Linked DNA regions of Triticum aestivum: region 2 is linked to region 1. A link is a contact called in public Hi-C data. All regions are on one chromosome and are shown on one strand. The core of a region is the stretch at or near the end of the contact, and the rest is flanking DNA. Distances in the headings are between cores, read along the strand shown.

The links. Hi-C and Micro-C count contacts between places; a contact is called where the count stands out from the background.
Region 2: a Hi-C map of leaf shows a contact between it and region 1, with 6 times the contacts expected there. The contact joins the promoter of LOC123046135 here to the promoter of LOC123046134 in region 1. A contact is called at or near these places in 2 of 5 Hi-C or Micro-C datasets (both in leaf).

Annotation. Positions count from the first base shown.
Region 1 is chr2B:578,615,471-578,620,683 of IWGSC CS RefSeq v2.1, reverse strand. LOC123046134 reads right to left here and starts at 3,072. Exons shown (of 1, transcript XM_044469420.1): 1 at 2,086-3,072. The coding sequence starts at 2,729. The coding sequence ends at 2,319.
Region 2 is chr2B:578,837,136-578,842,348 of IWGSC CS RefSeq v2.1, reverse strand. LOC123046135 (protein BREAST CANCER SUSCEPTIBILITY 1 homolog) reads right to left here and starts at 3,228. Exons shown (of 14, transcript XM_044469421.1): 1 at 3,016-3,228; 2 at 2,721-2,774; 3 at 2,570-2,640; 4 at 2,384-2,491; 5 at 1,998-2,266; 6 at 1,765-1,870; 7 at 1,618-1,679; 8 at 1,403-1,503; 9 at 1,051-1,237; 10 at 849-943; 11 at 631-760; 12 at 368-533; 13 at 9-127. The coding sequence starts at 3,095.

The sequences.
Region 1 (5,213 bases), core at 1,823-4,322:
TAGTTCTGAGAGTTTTAATTTTGGAGCATTGATTTTGTTTTCTCTGTCCCGAGCTCCTCCTATGTCACACTGCCATGAAACTTTGCACGCCCACAGAAAAGTTGTTCATCTTTGTTGTACAATTTTTTCAGATTTTTGTTGTATTTTATTTGAATTTACTGTTCATCCATGAGTTTTCACATGTTTACTATGGATTTTCACATGTTTTATACTAACTTCTTATAGGTAGGGAAGAAGAGAGAAGGCAGTATGCTCTTTTCTCTTTGTGCCACAATACAAATAATCTCCGTAGTATTACCTTTTCGGGCGCAGTTGGTACAGAGCAGCCCGCTGTCTTCAATGACGCGAATCATCATCGCTCTGTCTGCTACTAGTAGTAACTAATTCTGGCTGAGGCTGACAACCAACCAAGCAAGAATTTAATTCAGAGAAGCGTCTACGAGCTGTAATTTCGGTTCAAGGCAACCTGACTTCATCCTACTAGATGAGAATGTCAATACTGGTCGTCGCCAGTAACAGAAAGGCATCAAGGGCATCATGACCATTCCCGGAAATTGCCCGGAGTGTGTTTTTATTGGAATTTTGGAGGTCTGGACGCTGGATCCGGAAGTCTTCCCTTGCAGCCTGCACTAGCCCGAGGCAGGCATCAAGTACAGAGTTCCGATTAGCAGCTCCCTGGGACGAACAAATCGACAAGCTTTCGGCGGTGCACCCTTTGAAGGCCGATTTTGGTGCTTTGACCTTTTTGCAAAAGTTTAGCGAGATTTGACCTTGGTTTGAACTTTTTGCGAGCTCTGACCATTTTTCTACCGTTAGGGTCGATGACGGTAGGGTATAACATCCTATCATCGGGGCCACTGGCGGAAGAGGTGCACGCCCTAACACAAATAATTTTTAAGTATCAAATACAGTGCGTGCTCACCTACCGCCGAGCACCTCGGTGGTAGGAGTACACAGGCTACCGCCAGCCTGTTCCGCGATAGGCCAGCTCTATGATTGCCTACAGCAAGGGGCCTTCGCGGTAGGCTGGTATTACCTTACTGTCTGACCTTGGCGGTAGAAAAATGGTCAGATCCTGCAAATTTTTTGAACCAGTGTCAGATCTTGCTAAACTTTCACAAAAAGATCAAAACACCAAATTTAGCCTCCTCTGGAGTCGTGGCCGCCTGCTACCCGGCGGATCGATGAGTCTATGTCACGAGAGGCGACCCTGCTTCTATCCCAGCCACGCTACGTGCCCAGGCGAGGTGACCGACCAGGGACCCTCTTTCGTGCAACACAAATCTGGATAGACGATTCCACAAGCAACGGCCACGGACTAGCACGATCACATTCGCATCGCCCTCTCTCCCACCATTGACCAGCACCGATACGGTGGACGATGGATGGAAATCAAGATCGACCAAATCAGCAGCGATCCCCGTGTATTTAAATGGAAATCAAGACAGGTCGTAACGGACCAGGTAGGCGCGCAAGGGCCAAAATACTTGTCATCGATCAATGGAAACAACAAGGACCAACTCATCAAAGCTTCCCTACAAAAAACTAATCAAAGCTTTCGTCTGGAAACACGAGTGGGTCCAGACCAGACCACCTTCGTCCCTTGATCCAATAAACAAAATCTAAATGGCTTCAAAACCACAAGGATATACGCATCATCTCATGTAAAGGTCACAACCAATGCCTCTCTGAATAATCAATCGGCACCACGTACTACTGTATACTACTAGTATACGACTACTACGAAACATACACAGATGGGATGACATATCTACCACGCGCCCGGTTCTTTGATCCTTCACCTGGCACGCGGTGGGCGCCAGCTTGCCTGTATTTATTACGGAGCAGAGCTCCGGACCGGGGCGCTCACCCAAACCAAACCAAACCGAATGCGCCCATGCCCACCCAGACACGGAGACGGAAATAAAAACGGGGACCAACAACCGAGCAGCGCACGCCATGCTCGTTGCGTCGCCATACATGGCAACATTTCCGCCACGATCGATCCATCCATCATCGATCGGCTTTTGCTATCGAGTCGAGCGCGGCGCAGACAATAAAAAAGAAGAAGCGAACACGCATGAATGATACGGGAGAAGAAATTAAAGACTAGCAGTGCCAATGCATCGAACGGATAGCGCTAAGTACAACAGCAACAGCAATAAGTTTTCTCGCTAGATCTAGGAAAGAAGACAAGGGGAGGGGATGGGAGAGGCGAGGCGAACGACGAAACCGCTTTGTCTTGATGTGCTGCTGCCCTTCCTCCTCCTCCTGGTGGTGGTTCTTCTGGGCGCCGATGGGGGCGGCGGGCGGCGGCGTCACTCCTTTATCTGGAGCCAGCGGCCGAGCTGCGTGGGGTTGACGACGCCGGGGATGTGGGCCCCGTTCGTCATCAGCAGCCAGGACAGCTCCGCGTACCTCCTCTTCGGCTCGGGCTCGGGCCGCGGGGAGGCGGCCGCGGCAGCGGGTTGGTGGTGATGGCTCGGCTCGATCCGGCGGCCCAGGAGCGTGCCGTGGGTCAGGAACTCGTGGGCCAGATTCCCGGCTAGCAGCTTGCTGTTGCCGGCCCGAGCCGGCTTGGACAGCTCGGCTTTAGCTGCAGGCTCTGGGGCTAGGGCTGGGGCTGGGGCCGGGGCCGGGGCCGGGGCGGGGCCCAGCTGCTGCAGCTCCCGCTCCTTGCGCTTGCCCAGTGCGATACGCGCCGCTTCCAGCTTCTCGCTCAGCGACATATCAACGGCTGGGACCTCGCCACGTCAGCAGCGCCAGCCAAGAGGAGCCGTCGATGGGGAGGAAAGCGGTTTCTGATGGGATATGTATGTATGTGGAGGATGCAAAAAAAGAAAGAAATAAAAACAATTATTGGGAGGGAAAAAAATCTTCAGGAGGTTGATGGCCGTGGGGCCCACCGGGGGCAGGACGGTAACTTCACAGCGCAGGGGCCGAACGAGAGGAGGGGAGGAAACAACGGGACGAGACGAGAGAAAGATCGGAGGAGAGACGGGGAGAGCACTGGAGGAGGGGGAGGAGGCGAGAGAAAATTCTTCTGGCTTATAAGAGACGGGGGGGCGTCAGGAGGGGGGTTGCCTCCTATTTATACTAGAGCGCGCCAGAGAAGGCCCCCGGGCTTCGGAGGGAATTACGCCCGTGCCACCGCGCTTTCGTGCAGAGGGACCTCAGCCGAGGGGCGTGCTCGTGGTTGTGGGGAGACGGGAAGGGTGGATGGGTAATTACGTGCGGTGGTGGGATGTGTGTTCGCGCAGTCGTGTGGCGAGGGGACGGGGTGGATGGGGAATTCCAGGGAGCGTGTCCAGGCAAAGGATTTTGCAGCTGGGTCGATTCGTAGGTCCACCTGCCAGTGGCAGCTGCGTGGAAGTTTTGGGGTGTACGTTTTTTTAGTGTCTCGGCCGCCTGGTGTTTGGGCCCGGATAGGCATATAATCAAGACACTCCTAATTGTAGAAAATTTAATAAAATCAAGACACTCCTATGTTGCTTCCATTTTCCTTTGCTGATAAATCTACAAACTTCTTTTGGTTTCTCAAGTATCCGGTGTGTCCTTGCATGATGAATAATCTCTCCGGATGGGAATATAAGTATGGCACAGGAACTTAGGTCGTCAGTTTAACAGTTGAAATATATATAACATGCCACAAGTATATTTTATATGACAAATAACACATTTTTTGCTAATCAAATCGAAGACGTAAAACAAGAAGATGTCTTAGATGTCAGCTAATACCGCTAATACCAGTTGGGAAATACTCCCTCCGTTCCTAAATATAATTCTTTTTAGAGATTCCAACATGAACTACATGTAGATGTATATATGCATATATATTAGAATGTAGATTTACTCATTTTGCTTGGTAGGTAGTTCGCATTGAAATCTCTAAGAAGACTTGTGTTTAGGAACAGAGAGAGTAATTAGCAACTATACTTACACAAGAAGCAATCCTCTAAAAAGATTTTGTTCCAAAAAAATGCAAGAGATATACAACACTAGAACTGAGTGCATATACATATACAAATTTGCTAATAAACAAACGTCTATTTTTATTTTTTGGCAGGTCAGTCAATTCCCCCCCTCCCACGCGCAGAGCCTCAAGGTGACGAGGGCTCGTCACGTACAAATTGGAGCCGGCGATAATGTGGTTGGCCAAGTCATCATAGATGGAGCCGAGACGGAGGCTTGATTAGTTCGGTTTTGAGATTGTGGCTAGTGTGAAGGCTTGTGAAGTTTGAGGGAAAGCTTGAGGTGACAATGACATGGTAAACACGATATAATGGTAAGATAGGGCGGCGTGTCCGTGAGAATGGCACGGGTGGCGGTAGCAGCCGATTCGATCCGACTATCGGGGTGATGAGGACAGACAGTTCACCAGGCACTCATGGTCATAGGATGTCACGACTCCCGGAGGAAGAACAAAATCATGTGGTTGTTAAATAAAAATTGGATAATAGAGAGCAAAGTGACTAAAGTCAAGAAAAATCCAGCCATATGTGTAATAATAGTCCCATATACATACAAGTGTCGATGTCTTTTTAGTTTTTAAGACGGGCACAGAAAAGTACCAGGCACCTAACCCGTGTTATATGGCGCACTCTGTAAATCACGGAGGGCAAACTCAAACATGTGGAAATGAACAATATCAATCCGACCACGACGAAGACATATTTTGGGCTGGTTTAACTTAAAACATCCAGATGACTGTTAAGTGGAGAGTAAATCCAGCTAGATACGCTGTCGAGTGGAGACTAAATCAAGCTCAAATACTTTAATGGTTGTTCTTTTCTATAAGAAAAGTCGTTATAAAGAGTTACGTCGATGCAATCTTTGACACTGATTCGGATGACTCTGAGTCTCAATATGGATACGTATTAAAAGTGAGAGCAATTAGCTAGAGTCTTGATGACCCACAAGTATAGGGGATCTATCGTAGTCCTTTCGATAAGTAAGAGTGTTGAACCCAACGAGGAACAAAGGGAAATGACTAGCGGTTTTCAGTAAGGTTTTCTCTGCAAGAACTGAAATTGTTGGTAACGAATAGTTTTGTGATAAGATAAATTGTAACGGGTAACAAGCAATGAAAGTAAAATAAGTGCAGCAAGGTGGCTCAATCCTTTTTGTAGCAAAGGACAAGCCTGGACAATTTCTTATAATGAGAAAAGTGCTCTCGAGGACACATGGGAATTATCGTCAATCTAGTTTTCATC
Region 2 (5,213 bases), core at 1,979-4,478, 220 kb before region 1:
ATATAAACCTTTTGCATTGCTCGTAGTCTTCCTATACGGGGGCCATCAATGGCGCCATGGACATCAGAGCAAATCTCATAGGGCTCTTCTGGGACTGGTTTTTTAGCCTCCAGGCAAGCACTCAGCCCTAAATATCAGAACAATGCTGTATAAGAACTTCCTTCCAAAAAGGGTGCAACAAGGGAAACCAAAGTAAATTCACGCACAATGTCCACACAGCAAGTAATGTTCTGCTAAGCTTAATAGCCAGGATAAATACAAAACAAAGTGACCACATGTAAGCAAACTATTGTGTCTAACATGTGCAGTGGTCAAGGAAAAGTGGGACCAATCAAGAGAACTTGGTCATCAGAGGACATGTACTTACAATTCACATTGACAACCCATTTCCCAGCAAGTATGGCCAGGAGAACCTTTCGTGTCCTGCCACATGCTCCATGTTCGTTGGTATTGGCAAGCACATGAGTTACGTTTGAACTCCAGTTATTGGTTGTTGTGACGCCTGAGTGGTACTCAAACTGATCCAAGATTTCCTGTTAAGTTTCCAGAGACACCAAGACAACTTTGTTATCGGAGCAGTCACACAAGGTAATAGTATGTGAATGGTATAATCAAACAAGCAAGAATTACCTTGTCTTGATCAGAGAGGGCAGATCCACATATCACCCATTCACTTGTCGGACAAAGTGAGGTCCAAAGTTCATTCATCTCCATCGGGAATGGTGAGTTCGAATCACCAAGCACTGTTTCAGAAGATGGTCTGGCAAATTGAGGAAAGGTGAAGTCCATCAAGAGACGGATGCAGATATAGCAAAATGCAGCATAAATAACATGCGCAGAGAACGCACTGTTGCGGCTGGGCGGCCTTCTTGTTTTTTGACTTCGATCTCTCACATGGCAGCCTCTTTGATGAATGGGTAGGACACAGCATAACAAACTCTCCCTAAAGCACATCACATTTATTTGATTATAGGACTTGAGAAAATGTTTACCAGAAAAAGGAACTGCATTTTAACATAATGCAGATCAAAAAAAGGATGCAGGACTTACTTCGTCCCATCTGCAGCCTGAGACCCCACGGGCACATGGTAAATGGTAGCTCTTGCGGCAGCTCTTAAAAAGACAGCCCAGTGCCGCACCTTTTAATCCACAAATACCACACTTCATCTTCGAAGAGCGGGCCAACTCAGACTCCAACTTTTTAACCATATCACCTTCAAAGTATGCCTGAGGAGCCCTGTATTGGTATTGTAACTTAGTAATCACAACACAGATACTAGAAACAAGCCATATAAGACAAACAAAACCACAAAAATGCAAAGTGAAATGGATGTTTTCAGTCAGAGAAGTAAGCTCTTTTGTAAATACAGAAAGATAAGCTCAAATCTTGCATGGAACATACCATTCAGCACATTTCTCGTGGACATGGAGAACATTAGATTTCCATGCTTGATCATCCTTCACTAGTGCTTCATCCAAACAATGCAACAAAGGGCCAGTACACTGAGTTTTAAAAAGTACATTAGATTATGCAGTATACAAACAGTCAGTGGCATCGCTAGTCAAACAGCGGTGGGTGAATAAAGCACACAGATCAAATTTTGCCCATTGTCTGACCTCACTGATTTCGGAAGAGTGACAAAACTCGCATTTCCATGCAGCATTCATACTTGGTTGTTCTGCATTGATGTTTGCAATCACATTAGTGTCTTCCATTTCTGGAAATTCAGAAAGGTAACTAGTTAGAAACTAAATAGTACTTACTTTCACTCTGATCTGAGGATTTTTGCCTCTTCAGTCCTCTAGTACTGTCATCTGTTACATTTGGCCCTCTTTTCAAAGTACTCTGAGGAGGTGATCCGCTTGTTATCTGACAGAATGACCGGTTTCAGGAGTGAGATTTTTCATTATAAAGAGGATATACCAGATGCAAAGAGAGGGAAAAGCAAATTTGCTTGTAGAAACAAGTTATTACTCTGCAAAAGATAGAATATTACCAACTCTCCTTCAAGGTCATTGCTATCACATTCCAGATCCCCAGAGCCAACAGGAGTTTGAGACCCACACGGTCCTGTCTGTACAATAACCGTTGGCTCAACTGCCACATCATTAGTTCTGTTTCCTGGTGCAGGATCCATTGCTTGCACACCATCAGCATTTTCATTTGCAGGTCCAGATGCTTGGTTACATGGCAGCTTTGAAGCATCCAGGTTGTAAGAACTTGTCGTTCCTGATTCTGGAGTTCCTTGAGATGTAGCCTTTGCAACTGACCAAAAGAAGAATTTTTCAAATCAACCAACATACTAGTATGGTCTCGCAACTAGAAGAAACCTTGTGCTTATTGTTCTGAGAGCACAAAAACAGGAATTGGTCAACAGTGTACCATGAATGTCTGCTTGAGTCCCGAGCTGCAGAGACATGCTGCTGACCGTAGAGCTTATGCTCCTCTGAATGTTCACTAACGCCTCAATTTGAGAAGCAGGTCTTAAATCTGCAAGTGGTTTCGATATCAGGCGAGCAATTAGTGAAAACTCCGTAACCAAACGCCACGGTTTACCACGATGTGTACCTTGAGGATGGTAGACTAGTTTGCAAATGGCGCAGCTGTGGCCATTCATAGCCTGCGGAGTGGCACATTTGCTGGAAAAATTCAAGAAATTCGTCACAAGGCGATGTGAGTAGAGAGAATGGCACATCGGTTAGGTTGTAAGAGTAGTAACCTGCAGCATGTGTGGCAACACGGCAGCATCGTAGGCGCGCTGAGCAACTTCAGGCTGCAAAAAAAAAAAAATGAGATCGTCAGTCGTTACAAATCAAGGAGGCAAAGCTTTACCCGGACCCAGATCTAGGAAAGTCCACTTTTTTGTATGCAAGTATTATCGGTGCTCATATTGTATGGGATCCTCGCGAGAAGCATACAAAGTTGTAGCCTCAGTCCGCATCTGGATCCAGAGAACTAAGATGCGGGGTGGGGGGGGGGGGGGGGGGAAGGGAAGGGAGGGCGAGGCGGCGTACCAGACGGGGCAGGTGAGCTCCAGCTCCATCTTCTGCACGTTGAGCTTCAGCGGGTTGACGAACCTCCTCATGCCCTCCATCTCCGCCGCTCCTGACTAACAACACTCCAGACGAAGAAGGGTTGTGCTGTGATGGCGCGAGGAGGCTAGCTCTGGAGGCGGTGATGGTGAAATACCCGGGGCGGCTCTGGAAATGGGGGGGGGGGGGGGGGGGGGGGAGAAGTGGCGCCAGCGGGAAGGAGGAAATGTTTCGAGGGCGCGTGGACGCGGCTCGGAATCGGGCGCCATCCGCGCGAAATTTTCGGGCAGGGCGGCGGGGGGAGCTTCTGTGGGAAAACTGGCTGCTTTGCAGGAAGGGTGCGTAGGATTGGCGGCGACAGCAGGAAGACCTAGCAAACCCCGGTCCACCTCCGGCGGCAGCTGATGGATACCTTTTTTTTTTCGAGGAAAGCTGATGGATACCTCCTATTCATTGACCTGCACGGCGGGTAGCACGCAAACGCGAACCCCCGCACGCTTTTGGGCCAGCCCAAGCGCGGGGCGGGCGCCCTGTTTTATTTTGTAAAACAAAATGCTTCATTATTAAAAAATGTTCAGGGTTTCAACCAACAATCGAATTTAAAAATATTCACCAATTTTAGAAATGTAGTAGGATTTTAAAAATGTGGAAAATAATGTTCTTGACAACATAAATTGTTTCCAATTTTCAAAAATGTCCGTGAATCCAAAAAAGTTCCCAAATTTGAAAAAATATGTGAATTTGAAAACAAATCATGAACTCAGAAAATATTCATGAGTTTTAAAAATATGTTCATGGATTTCAGAAAATTTTCATGAATTCAAAATATGTGCACAATTTCGAAAAATGTTCCCGGATTTGGAAAAGGAATGTTTCTTTTTTTTGAAAAATCGTGTTTTCAAAAAATATTCATGAGTTTTAGAAAAATGTTTGTGGATTCTAGAAAATGTTCGCAATTTTGAAACTAATCACAATTTCAAAAACAAATTCATGACTTGTAAAAATGTACATGAATTCAAAAATATCCGCATTTCAAAGTTGTTGAGAATTCTAAAAAAGTTCATGATTTGAAAAATGTTTGTGAATATGTAAAAAAGTTCATAATTTCAAAAAATAACATGGATTTGTAAATACATGTTCATGATTTAAAAAAATGTTCAAGATTTCAGAAAAATCACAATTAAAATAATGTCCGTAATTTAAAAATTGTTCATAATTTCAAAAGGCATTCGCGAAATTGAAAGATGTTCACAACATGAAAAACAACAAGACAAATAAAAAAGGAAAAGAAACAAAAAAGAACATGAAATAAAAAAGAAAAAAGAAAAAATGTATGCACTACTTTGGATCGGCCCAAATTCATGTAGCCATCACGGTCGGGTGTGTGTTTGGTCGACAACCTTCAACCTACGCGATAAATAGGAACCACCCAACTGATGTGTCACCAGAGCTGGCTACTTGGGTCGTGCCAGGCATACCCAGCATGTGATGGGCCCACACGATTCAGCGGGAAATGCCAGACGGGGCAGGTGAGCTCCAGCCCCATCTTCTACACGTTGAGCTTCAGCGGGTTGACGAAACTCCTCATGCCCTCCATCTCCGCCGCTCACGCCCGCGCTCCTGGCTAGCACTCTCCACACGAAGAAGGGGTGTGCTACGATGGTGCGAGAACGCTAGCTCTGGAGGCGGTGAAATACCCGGGCCAGCTCTGGAAATGGCGGGGAGGAAGTGGCGCCATCGGGAAGGAGGAAATGTTTCGAAGGCACGTGGACGCGGCTCGGAATCGGGTGCCATCCGCGGGAAATTTTCGGGCAGGGCGGGGGGAGATTCCGTGGGAAAACTGGCTGCTTTGAAGTTGAAGGAAGGGTGGCGACCTAGCCACCAATCGTGGAGCGCGGCCTAGCAAAGCCCACCTTCGGCAGCAGCGACAACTGGAGACCTCCTTTTCATTGACCTGTGCGGCGGGAAACACGCAAACGCGCACCCCCGCACGCTTTTGGGCCAGCCCAAGCGCGGAGCAGGCGCCTGGTTCTTTTTTCCCGTTTTTGTAAAACAAAATGCTTCATTATTAAAAAATGTTCAGGGTTTCAACAAACAATCGAATTTAAAAATATTAACCAAATTTAGAAATGTTGTCAGATTTTAAAAATGTGGAAACAAAAAATGTTTCCAATTTTCAA